Linked DNA regions of Sus scrofa: regions 1 and 2 are each linked to region 3. The links are chromatin contacts, called in public promoter capture Hi-C maps. All regions are on one chromosome and are shown on one strand. Each heading gives the region's core, a stretch centred on a gene start, on an enhancer-like site or on the middle of the called end of the contact. The rest is flanking DNA. Distances are from core to core; before and after follow the strand shown. Region 1 holds the start of ZNF527 (zinc finger protein 527). Region 2 holds the start of ZNF570 (zinc finger protein 570). Region 3 holds the start of ZNF565 (zinc finger protein 565).

What was found. Promoter capture Hi-C pulls out the DNA fragments that hold promoters and counts their contacts.
Region 1: a contact with region 3 is called in a promoter capture Hi-C map of liver, with 5 times the contacts expected there. The contact joins the promoter of ZNF527 here to the promoter of ZNF565 in region 3. A contact is called at or near these places in 2 of 5 promoter capture datasets (fetal liver and liver) and 1 of 47 Hi-C or Micro-C datasets (heart right ventricle).
Region 2: a contact with region 3 is called in a promoter capture Hi-C map of fetal skeletal muscle, with 4 times the contacts expected there. The contact joins the promoter of ZNF570 here to the promoter of ZNF565 in region 3. A contact is called at or near these places in 3 of 5 promoter capture datasets (fetal liver, fetal skeletal muscle and liver) and 2 of 47 Hi-C or Micro-C datasets (heart right ventricle and subcutaneous adipose tissue).

The regions. Positions count from the first base shown.
Region 1 is chr6:46,301,384-46,305,533 of Sscrofa11.1, forward strand. ZNF527 (zinc finger protein 527) reads left to right here and starts at 2,651. Exons shown (of 5, transcript XM_013998435.2): 1 at 2,651-2,861.
Region 2 is chr6:46,440,177-46,444,440 of Sscrofa11.1, forward strand. It overlaps ZNF570 (zinc finger protein 570), which reads left to right and starts at 2,381. Exons shown (of 5, transcript XM_013998450.2): 1 at 2,381-2,771; 2 at 3,550-3,624. The coding sequence starts at 3,592.
Region 3 is chr6:45,575,054-45,578,881 of Sscrofa11.1, forward strand. ZNF565 (zinc finger protein 565) reads right to left here and starts at 1,913. Exons shown (of 6, transcript XM_021097171.1): 1 at 1,803-1,913. ZNF146 (zinc finger protein OZF) reads left to right here. Exons shown (of 7, transcript XR_002345320.1): 5 at 1,251-2,043.

The DNA.
Region 1 (4,150 bases), core at 1,401-3,900, 730 kb after region 3:
TGAATAATACTGACCATCAAATTTCTATTCAATTGAATTAGAATACAAGGATGGTACTAATTCTCATCTTTTTTTAAAGCCTCTTTTTATTCCTCATTTTAACCACTGCTCTTTCTTTCTGGTTCTTTTCAGCAAAATTTTTTGGAAAAGTTGTCTATAGTGATTTGCCTCTAATCTCTTCCTATTATGTCTAAACTCTCAGATTTTTCCCTCACCATACTTCTAAAACTGCTTTTCATTTCAAATGAACATTACATTAAGCCTAGCAATTTCCCTTTTAGAAATTTAAAGATATATTTGCACAAGTTGAAATGGTTTAAGAAAAAAGTGCTTCATTGCTTCATTGTTTGTAATAACAAAAAGTTGGGAACAACTTAAATTTCCATTAATTGGGAAGAAATAAGGTAAATTATGGTACAGCTATTTAATGGTATAATATACAGCCTTAAAAGGAATGATCTCAATCAAATCTATGGAAATGAAACATTAACATACCAGTAAAGTCAAGAAATCAAAGAGTAGAACAGTATGCTATCATAGGCTTCAATTAGTTAAGAAAAAAAAGCAAATTTGAATGAATATTTAAGTTTGTATATGCCTCTGGAAGTAAGCTCAAGAAACAGGTAATATTTGTTGTGAAATGGATTGGCAGTTGACATTTGGACATCACTGCTACCCTGTATATACCTTCCAGAGAAGCTGTGAACTACAGTTCTCAGAATTCTCTTTTCCATATGACTCCTAGTTAGAGTGTCAGAGGCATTTGCACAAGATTTGGAAGGTGGAAGAGAAGAGGAAAATTAAGAATTCTGGTTTCTTGCTGGAACCTTGACAGTTTGCCTCTGAATGGTGAATTGGGTTACTACGGGATGTATTACATATCCTTTTTATAACTTTTATCTCAATGTTTCCTAGATTTAGCCAGTAGGAGCCCCTTCAAGCTGTCCCCTGTGTCTTTTTGGCACATCCCATCATCCTTTTGAGCATCTCCTTAATTTTTTTTTTCGGTCTTTTTAGGCCCCCCCCCCCCCGGGGCATATGGAAGTTCCTAGGCTAGGGGTCAAATCAGAGCTGTAGCTGCCAGCCTACACAACAGCCACACCAGATCAGAGCCACATCTTCGACCTACACCACAGCTCACTGCAATGCCAGATCCTTAACCCACTGAGCGAGGCCAGGGATTGAACCCGAGTCCTCATGGATAATAGTTGGATTCGTTACCACTGAGCCACAGTGGGAACTCCTCATCTCCTTAACTTTTGATAGTGCAAGATATTAAATGCTGATCTTGTACTTTCCCAGCACCAGTCCTTAAATTAGCCAAGAAACCATGGTTCCTTTTTGTGGAGAGTGATATTTAGAAACCAAGATCTAGGTGATAGATGTGGCCACTGCTCTAAGGCCATCGCTGTCGACAGAGCTAGAAAATTTATATCTGTGTATATACAAACATGTCTGTCTAAAAAAAATTATCAGTTCATATGGATATCTCTAGTTCCAATCTAATATCATGAAGTTCACTTTAACCTTCCTTCTTCACACATTTGTAACTCTTGTCCTTCTGTGGACAGTTTTCTTAAAGCTGGGCCACAATTAGTTGTAAAGTGAAAAGGTAGAAACAGCAACAAAAGAAACCACCAAGCTATTGGCTACATCATAAATGCCTTTGCAAAAAAAAAAAAAAAAAAAAAGAGAGAGAGAGAGAGAAAAAGAAAGAAAGAGTTCCCTGTCATGAGGTTGCAGGTTCAATCCCTGGCCTCACTCAGTGGGTTAAGGATCCGGTATTGCCAGGAGCTGTGGTGTAGATCTCAGACGTGGCTTGGATCTGGAGTTGCTGTGGCTGTGGTGTAGGCCGGCGGATACAGCTCCTATTCCACCCCTAGCCTGGAAACCTCCATATGCTGCAGATGCGGTCCTAAAAAGACAGAAGACAAAAAAAAAAAAAAAAAAAAAAAAAAAAAAAAGGCTTTGGTGCAAATAAGCATTTTCCTACAATTAGAATCTAGTTGCCCTCCAGTGCCTGGTATCACATTAACAGCAAGAAGAGAAGGGATATAAAAAAGAGGATAGCAATGACTCTGCCCATGGCCAGGGGTGAGAGGTGGGAGAACAGTTACACCTGGAGTCGGGTACACAGAGACACACAAAGACCTCTATCACGGACTCAATCCTAAAGACAAACCTAGAAACAAAGCTTCATCGCCCGTTATCAGTAAACTGCGATCTCTGGGATAAGAACACACTTACAGAAACGTCATGGCCAAAGCCTGCCACAGACCCTTACATACCCAACAATCACTCTCCCATTCTTGGCATCACAGACCGACGATCTGTCACACAGCGACCTATCACAGGATGTGATCTAAAATACAGAGGCTCACTACACTGACAGCTCGTCGCCCAGACGTGCGCAAGCACAAGTGTGCATCGAGAGTTACACACAAACCGCCACACCCAGGGATTCAATAACAGTCACGGACCAGCGCAGCTCCACCAGTCCCTCACACAGACGCCCATGGTCACTTGAGTGCCCAAATCGCCCAGGGTCACACAATGTTCTGGTCTCCGCACCTGAGGCAGCTTCCGCCTGTAGCGCAGGCGCGCTCGGGGCCCTCTGGGAAATGTAGTTCATTCTGCAAATAGGCCGAGACGCAAAGCGTTCTGGGGCTCGTGGTCCTCAGGGTCTGAAGGAAAAGCTACGTCGCTACGACCAGGTTCCCGTATTTGCATGTTTTCCCAGCCGAAGTCAGGGTGCCCCGCGCCTCAGTCCCCGCCCCGCTCCGCCCCGCGGGGTATCCTGGGAGGCTACGTTGCGAGTCTCGGGTCGCTGGGCGGGTTTCCAGAGCCAGCGGCGCTGGGAGGTGAGTGGGGCCTGGCTGCGCGCGAGAGCTGGCGGTCAGGGCCGGGCTTGGAGTGGACCAGTAGGGGCTGGGATGGGGACCAGGCGGGTGCCTTTGGGGAGACCGTGTGTCACCAAGTATAGCTACGTGAGAGGCTGGGGGTGTGACAGTGTGTTCTTCTATGCCACCAAGTGTATGATTGTGCGCGACTGTGACCCGTCTGTCTGGTGTAAAACTCTATGTGTGCGTTTATGTGGGTCTCTCTCTGCAGGTGCTGTTGTGCATAGATTTGTGAGACACTGGGTGTGACATGGTGTGTGTGTCGCCATGTGGATGTGTGTGAATGATTATGTTAGATCACTTGTCTCTGTGGAGATAAGTGCGTTTGAATGTGTGTGACAGAAGGTGTGATTTTGTGCCCATGACCATCTACCTCTGCAGGTATAATTTTGTATGAGTAATTGTGGCAGGATGTGTGACCTTTTGTGGTATGTCACTGTGTATGAGGTTGTGTGTGATTGTCTCTCTGTTGGAGTGCTTGCGTATCATCATCTCTGTCTTTGTGTTTATGCCACTGTGTATGTGTGTAACATTGCAGGTGTGATTGTGTAACCAAGTATATGTGTGTGATCAGGTGAGAATTTGTATGTTTGTGTGAAACCTACTGTGTGATTATGAGGCACAGTAGATTATGGTAGGATTAAAATTACTCACCCACGTTGGTACAGTTTACTAAGAGACAGATCTGGGACTTAAACCCACGCTATTTGGCCCCAGCATCCTTGCTTTTAAGTACTAAACTCCCTTGATCTTTCCCATGTTGTGATAGCAAAAGATGGGGCCCCTAGTTTCTGAGGGTGTTGTGTAGAGGATTGTCTGTGCTTTCTGGATCTGGAACTTTAATCTGAGTCTCTTCAGTCCCTTTGAGAGTCACAGAACCCCATGTAAAGACATTGTGGTGAGATCGTCGTCATACTGGCTGCTTTTGGGGGCGAAAAGCCCAATCTGGAAACCCCGGCTTCCTCTCTTTAGGAAGCCATGGAGTTTGAGATTTATTTTTTATTTTTATATTTGTTCTTGTCAAAACTCTTCCATGGTTGGTGCTGAGAAAGGCATGGCTCCTTTAATCGAGTACCAAGTGAACTAAGTTTTTGGTTTTGACTTTTTCTCTTAATAAAGAAAAGTGTTCTCATTTCTTTTTCACATGTGTGTGTAGAATCGAAGCGGCAACAAGAGTGGCCCTTCTCTATGCCAGGAGTTGGCTCATGCAACTCCTGGCATAGAGAGTAGTGAGGAAAGAAAAGCTGTGA
Region 2 (4,264 bases), core at 1,131-3,630, 870 kb after region 3:
TACCACAGTTTGCTTAGCCATTCACTCATTGAAGAACACATGGGTTGTTTACAACTTTTGGCTGTTATAATTTAAGCTGCTATATCCATTCATGTACAATTTTTTTGTGTGGAAATAAACTTTTATTTCAAACACCAAGGAGAGTTTTAGGAATTTGCCTATTTTTTTTTAAACCTATCTGGAATTTTCACTGAGATTGTACTGAGTATGTAAATTAATTGGGGTGAATTGACTTTTTTTTTTTTTTTTTTTTTTTTGCTTTTAAGGGCTGCACCTGCAACATATAGAAGTTCCCAGGCCAAGGGTTGAATCAGAGATGCAGCTGCCAGCCTACACTACAGCCCCAGCAACTCAGGATCCAAGGCACATTTGGGACCTACACCAAAGCTCACAGCAACGCTGGATCTTTAACCCATGAGCGAGGCCAGGGATGGAACCGGCAACCTCATGGCTACTAGTCAGGTTTGTTACTGCTGAGCCACGCCGGGAACTCCCCAGCAGTTTCTTAGGAATGTGCTCATTTCCAAATATTGGGTAATTATCCATATTATCTTTCAGCTAACTGATTTATACTTTAACTCCATTGTGGAAAGAGGCTTGTTTTGTGGCCCAGAATATTTTTTCTATCAATACTTTTTATCAGTATTTTTATCGAATAATCCAGTGCATTCCACAAAAACACTATTGAATAACTTACAAGGAAGTTGAATCATATTTTCTTTTTTTTTTTGTCTTTTTTGTCTTTTTTGTTTGTTTTTTCTAGGGCCACACCTGTGGCCTATGGAGATTCCCAGGCCAGGGGTCCAATCGGAGCTGCAGCTGCCAGCCCATGCCAGAGCCACAGCAACTTGGGATCCGAGCCTTGGCCGAGACCTACACCACAGCCCACGGCAGCACTGGATCCCTAACCAACTGAGGAAGGCCAGGGACCGAACCCGCAACCCCATGGTTCCCAGTTGGACTCATTGACCACTGAGCCATGATGGGAACTCCTGAATCATATTTTCTTTATTTAATTTAGCTTCCTCTTTTCTTCCCACACAGGTGACTGTCCAATGTGAAGTATCCAGAATATTTTTTATCTTTGTAAATGTTACATGTGCACTTGAAAAAATTAGGGTTTTTGTGGATTTGTTTGTTGTTGAATCAAACTGAGCCATAAAAGTGACAATGCCAAATCTTTAACTGCTAGGCCACTAAGGAACTCATTTTATTTTATTTTTTAATTAATATTTTTTGCTGTTGTTGGTTGCAGTGCTCTGTAAATATCAGTTAGGTCGATGACAGTGTTTTTCAAATTTTCTGTTTTAAACTGATTCTCTGCCTACTTGTTCTAACAGTTACTGAGAGTATAAGCGGAACATCTGGATTATAATTGTGGATTTATCTCCTTCTCCTAACTTTATCAGATTTTCTTTCATGTATTTTGATGTTATTATTAAGTGCATAAACATTTATGATTATTTTCTCTTGATGAACTACCTTATTATTATGAAATGATCTCAAGAAAACCCACACCCATTGGTCTGATCCTCAAGGTCTGCCATACACTCCTACTCCACTCTCTACCAGTCACTTTCTATCATAGTACATTCTTATAGTTAACCTCACAAATGTCACACACAAATAACACAATCACACACATGGTCACAGAAATGCACCATGCTCACTCCAACATTCAAGATTTTTGCATGGTCTCTCAACACACACGACAGGATCAAAAGGTCATGCAGTAACCGACAAAATCAGTCATGTGACAGAAACCAAAACAAATAAATTATAAACACTATTGTTCTAAGGGGGTATAGAGTCAGGTTAAGGAGTCATGGAGTATTGAAGGAGAGGTGTAATCAGAGAAGACCTGTTGGAGACATTTACATCCGTATGTAGCCAGTAAGGGAACTTTGAAGATACCCGGCAGAGGATCTATTTTAGGAAGACGGGACACATTCACATCCACAGTCACCAAATCACAAATACAGGAATCATACGCAAAGGGATGAACTTCTAGATCCTGACCCCTCCCCTCCGGTCTTCATTCCCAGGGCAAGAACGCCCTAGTGGGAGGTAGGACCGGGAGGGAACATAATGCATCTGCGCACTTCACTCCCAACTGCCCCGCCACACTTTTTTTTCCCGTCTCTCAGAATATGGGACCTCATCCTCACCCACTTTGTGTAGGGGCGGCCCTACACACCAACTCGACCCCCTGCGGTTAACACACTGCCTGTAATTCTCCGCCTGGTTACTAAGGGAGGTGGACCGAGACCTAGTGCCTGCGCACTTCAATCCGAAACCGTCTAGCGTGACGCTTGGCCTCGTCCTGTGGCGGACCCAGGTTTGAAGCAGAGAGGAAGCGATTGAGACTTCCACGCTCCGGCAAGGCCAGGGGGAATTCGCTGTGGCAGGAGCCGGGGCGTAGGGGGCGATGTTACGTATCCCCAGCAGAGCCGCCCTGTGGCTGTTGGTATCCCCCGCGCCGAGGCTTTTTCTGGTTAGGACTACATTTCCCAGAGGCCCCCGCGAGCACTGGGCCCCTGGCGCCTTTGTGTCCTCCGGAGGCCGAGTCGCTTATTTCCAGGCCCGCGGAGGCTGAGTTCCTTCAGATTCAGGGCAGGAGGTGGGCCCGAGAGGAGGTTGCCGGAGCCTTCCGGGCTGGGACCCGATCTTCCGGCAGTTCAGTTCTGCAGGTAGGAAGTGGGTTGAGGAGTGGCCTGTGGGTCACCCAGACGTCGGTCCTGGGCCTTTTCTGTGACTCTTCGTGTGAGAAGGTGATTGATACCTTACGGTGCGTGAGCCTGTCACCCGATATGCCTGTGCACATCAGATTTCTGTGACTGTGGGTGTGAGTCGATGGTTGGTGCCACAGAAGGTGAGACTGTCAGTAGGGGTGAGAGGGGACTCTGTCCCCTGTTGTTCCTGTATCCTCGGCCTCTTTGTGGTTGGAGTGTGTGAGTGAGACCATCGGTTGTGATACACTGATATTTGAGGCTGGGTGTTATGGGAGAGGTGACGGTGTGAGTCTGCCGGTACCCATGGCCGCTGACTGTGATCTTCGTAAGATGGTGGTTGGCGCTGTAGTTTTTAAGAATTTGTGAATGTATGTGTGTGTCGGGGAGGGTAGTGGGGACTGAGTGAGACTGTGCCACCAATATCCATTAAAGCTAGCCAAGTGTGTCACCAAGTTTCAGAGCCACTGATCTACTGGTGAGGAGAAAGAAAGATAAGTGGAGTCAGGAAGACCTTTGTTTGATCTTGGTGCTGTTATTTATTAGCTGTGTGTCTTTATGCAAATAGTTACATTGCTTGGAGTCAGTCTTTATTTGCAAAATCTAGAAAATCTGTTGTTAAAATAATAAATTAGGAAGTGATTTAGGCACAGGTTAAATTGTATGCCATTAGATTCCTAGGTCTCTATTAAGCTTTCTCTATTGGAGGGAAGGGTGCAACAGAGGAAAAAAGAAGCCAAAAAATTCTATGCTGCTTATTCTGGATGCTGCAAGGAAAGCCTAGTTTCTGATGTTCTTTTCTTCATCTCACTCATCTAAGGGCTGTGCCATTTCTCAAGTGAAGAGCCAAGGGGAGGAAAGAATGGCTGTTGGACTTCTTAAAGCCATGTACCAGGTGAGTTAGTGTTTCTCTTTCCTGAAATATTTTCCTGCTTTTCAAAAGAGCAGACTTTCCTTCTGCTGAAACCTTTCTGGGTAACCAATCACATCACTTTTTAAAATCCTCCAATGGATTCCCACCTTATTCTGGATAAATGCTAAAGTCCTTGCCCTGGCCTGCAAGGCGGTAAATATTTGGTCCCTGGCTATCCCTCCAACCTCATCTAATTTTTCTCGCTCTGTCTCTAACTCACTCACTCAGTTCCAGCCACACTAGCTTCCTTTTAGTGAGTCAAGTACACTTTTAACTCGTGGCCTTGCACTTACTGTTACCTCTACCTAGAATGCTGTCCCCCCAGATACAGACTAACTTATTCATTCTAGTCTCTGTCCAAATGTTCATTCAATAAACAGATTTTTACTAAGCACCTATTAACTAAGAGGGCTTAGTCCTTATCTTCTTCTCTATCTATACTCCTTTGTTGATCTCATTTCGTCTCATGGCTTAAAATACCATCAATATGCCAACAACTACCAAATTGTATACAGCCCAGAACCCTCTCCAAAAATCCAGACGAATATATCTAACTGCCTATTCAGCATCTTCATTTAGTTGTGGAATGGATACCTCGGATTCATCTGTCTCAAACTGAGTG
Region 3 (3,828 bases), core at 663-3,162:
GCCCTAAAAAGACAAAAGACAAAAAAAAAAAAGAAAAAGAAATAGAATTAGCAATGGATGCAGTTGGTGAAAGATTGATAAACAGCATATTTATAGGCAAAGTCTTTCTCCATGAGATACATTAACTATAAAGGGAAAAGAATGATTTTGCAGTGGAGAAACCTGGCAAATTAAAGTTAACACCGCTAACAATGAGACAAATTGATCTCATGGGACTCTCAATGAGATGCATTGAGAAGAATACATTCCTCTTGGGGTGGTCTTGCTTCAACTGCATAACCTGAATTTAATTATGGAGTATCAGACAACCTCGAATTGAGGAAGACTACATTGCAGAATTTACAAAATGGCCAGTTCTCAAGGTCATGGAAGACAAGGAAAGACTTAAGTGACTATGCCAGTTTAAAGAAGACTAAGGAGAATTATCAATGGCAATATATGATCCTGGATTGGATCCTTATCCAGAAAGGACCCTAAAGACACCGATGAAATTTGAATAAGGTTTGTAGATTAGTGATTAATAATATATGAGTGTTAATCTAATTTTGACCATGTACTGTGATTATGTAAAATGGTAACCTATAGAGAAACTGGGTTAAGAGTATTTGGAGAAATCTTTTTTTGTAGCAGTTTTAAATCTAAAGCCAATTCAAATGTTTAAAAAATTGTAGATGAACATTAGGTGTGCAGGGAGCAAAGAGGGTGTGGGTCCTTCAGTTCACCTTCATGGCACTCAGAAATTTACTCAAAGGCAAATACCAGACACTAGTTTCTCCCGGGGCAGGGTGGTGGTGTCTTATCTGTGTTAAGTAAGAAGTTTCAGAAGGAGGAAAGAAAAGCACGTGTTGAAAGGAAATAACAAGCCCCAAATGGTGTCATTTGTCCCCACAATAACAAACCAAGACTTATTTCTAGTTTCAGGCTTTCTCAAGAATGTGTTAAATCTTTAAACAATCAATCTGGAATTTCCTGGTTAGCACCAGAGAGATAATTTGCATGATAAAACCCTAGCCGTTCCCCTCCCCTAAAAGGTGACCGGGCCTAAAACAATGCTTTCTTTTCTTTTGCTAGTAACTTCCTTGCCCCACTTTCCTACTGCCTATGAAAACTTTCGATTTTGTACATCTCCTTGGAGTATCTCTCCGTTTGCTAGATAGGATCCTGCCCGATTCATGAACTGTTAAATAAGGACAATTAATTTTCACGTTTATTTGGCTGAATTTTTTGTTTTGCTTTTTTAACACACGTAGAGAAAGAAGGGTTTCAGGGGAAGAAGAAAACTTGATGCACGGACAGCTTGGCTTCTGGATGTTCAACAATAGTTCTTTCCTTCTCCTTTCAATGTATGTCTTAGAGAAGAGTCAAGAAAAAGCAATCATGAGGAGCCAGGGCAGTTTTAATGGGTCATCGCCCACCCGTCCTACACAGGAGGAGGGAGGGCACAGAAGATGCCCAATCTCGGTGTTACAGATGCTCGCTGTTCAGGGCTATAATTTGTCAGAGCACTAGAGTCACAGGGACCTCACACCCACAAAATTGGTGCTGCACAAAATAGTGTCACACGGACACAACCACACATCCACTCTTAACACACACAGGACACAACTACACAATCATAGACACCTCCACACCCGTATACACAGGCACAATCACACCACTAACGCAGTTACACAATCTACTCACCACCATGACACACAAAGACACATTCAAAATAGCGCATCCTCAGCCCGTTCCCGCCAGCGCGCACAAACCCAAGGCTCTGGACACGCCCCGTCCCCGCCCCAGACTCCCAGACCCCTCACCTTCTGCCTCCCCTTGGTCGCGTCCGGGTCCCGGCGGAGCAAACGATCTCGCCACGACGTCAAGAGACACGTAACGCTGGGCCGCTGTGGACTCTGGGAAACGTAGTCCAGGACCAGACCAGCCAGAGACATGATGGCGTCCTCAAACCAGAAAGTCAGAGCTCGGCCTATATGACACTGCTTCAAAGAGGAGGGTTCCAGCTCCAAACGTCCACCAGGCTTGAGCTGATATCCCCCCAAGGTAGGACTACTTGACCTGAGAGCCTCATAATCAAAGGACGTGGCCGCAACATTCGTATAGGAAAGGCAGAAGGAGATACTGGGTGTCGACCCGCAAAGCATTAAGGGAAATGTAGTTCAAGGCCGGAAAAGCGGCATTGCTTTGATAGAAGGTAACCAGACACCAGCTTGGGCTTGGCCGCGGTGACCGTGCGGGCTGCGTCGCGGGGGTTTCTGGGAGTGCTCACTCGCCCTCTGAGTGCGCAGGCGCAGCATACCGAGTGGACATTTTGGTCTTTGTCCGCGGGTCAGTCCGGCCCCTGGGTCCACGTGGCGCGAAAATAGGAGGTGGGATGTGGACGTCTTGGGCCGATAGGGTCGGGGAGGTTGAGGGGAAGGATTCCAGATCTATTGGGGTGCGGCGCGAGGAAGGGGAGTGGGTTTTAGAGCTTCTAGTCTACGTGTGGGGTGGGGGTGGGGGCCTCTGAGGAGGGTTCGAGTGTGCGTGACCCTGAGTTTGACCGCAAGTTAGACTAAATGTTTGAGAACATTGAGGAAGAAACTGGGCTCAGGGTATGTATGGCTTGCGTCTAAGAGGGAGACCGGCATTGAGATAACGTCCGAGCGGCACTTCTCTTGTCGAAAGTGCTGATAATAACGGTGCCATCTTCCTGGAATACCTAATTTACTTGCAGATTGGAAGGGGGTTAAGCACCAAGTGGTAATTAATTTTAAAATATGCTTTTCTATAAAATACATTTCTTATTAATTAGGTACAATGCAAATCATCGTGACTTATTGCTTTTTTTTTTAAACAAGCAGAAATATTTCAAAGGAACTTTTTGTTATGGGGACCCTGTTTCAAACGGTCTCAAATATTCTGATCTTTGAGGAACTTTAATAGGGCTGCTGTTAAGCCTAGGTAGAGTAGATATCAGCGTTACCTTTTGAGAAGTAGTGTCAACATATCGCAGAAAGCAGAGTACTAGGAAGTCAAGGGTCTGGGGTTCTAGGATAAACACAGTTATCCTCGTTCTTTGGGGAAAAAAAAAAACAAACAAACTTGCTGCAGTGTTTATCCATGAATCCGAACTAGTTAGGTGTACTAACTCCTAAATGCGTGGAAGTGTTCTCAGGTTGTATGGGTTTTGTGAAGAAAGGGAGATACTATTATTAAGGATAACCCACAGTTGTCCTTCAAGGTTTTAAATAATAAGAGAGTTAAATAATTGGTTACCAAATCAGTGTCTGTAGATCAGTAGCCTTCAAATAAACAACAGTCAGGTAGAAGGTATAGTAGAAGACCACTGTTTACACGAACTGTCTTTTAAAAATCGAGGAGTAAATTTAAGAAACGTTTAAAACTATTGGAAAAGAACTTTAGAATACTGCTTTCGGGGGTAACATAAGATGTGAACAAATAAATATACAATGTTTTTCAGTGGGAATTTCTCATAAAGAAGTGTGTGCAAGATTTCCCATCGTGGCTTAGCAGTAATGCACTAGACTAGTATGCTTGAGGACTTGGGTTCAATCCCTGGCCTTGCTCAGTGGGTTAAGGATCTGGTGTTGCCTTGAGCTGCATTGTAGGTCACAGACTTGGCTTGGATTTGGCGTTGCTGTGGCTCTAGCGTAGGCCATGGGCTGCAGCTCCGTTTCGACCCCTAACCTGGAAACTTCCATATGCCACACCTGTGGCCGTAAAAGGACCAAAAAAAAAAAAAAAAAAAAAAAAAAGGTGGATAAATTCAAGGGTTTGGGGTTTTTATGCTTTTTACGTCAGTACATGTGGCGTATGAAAGTTCCC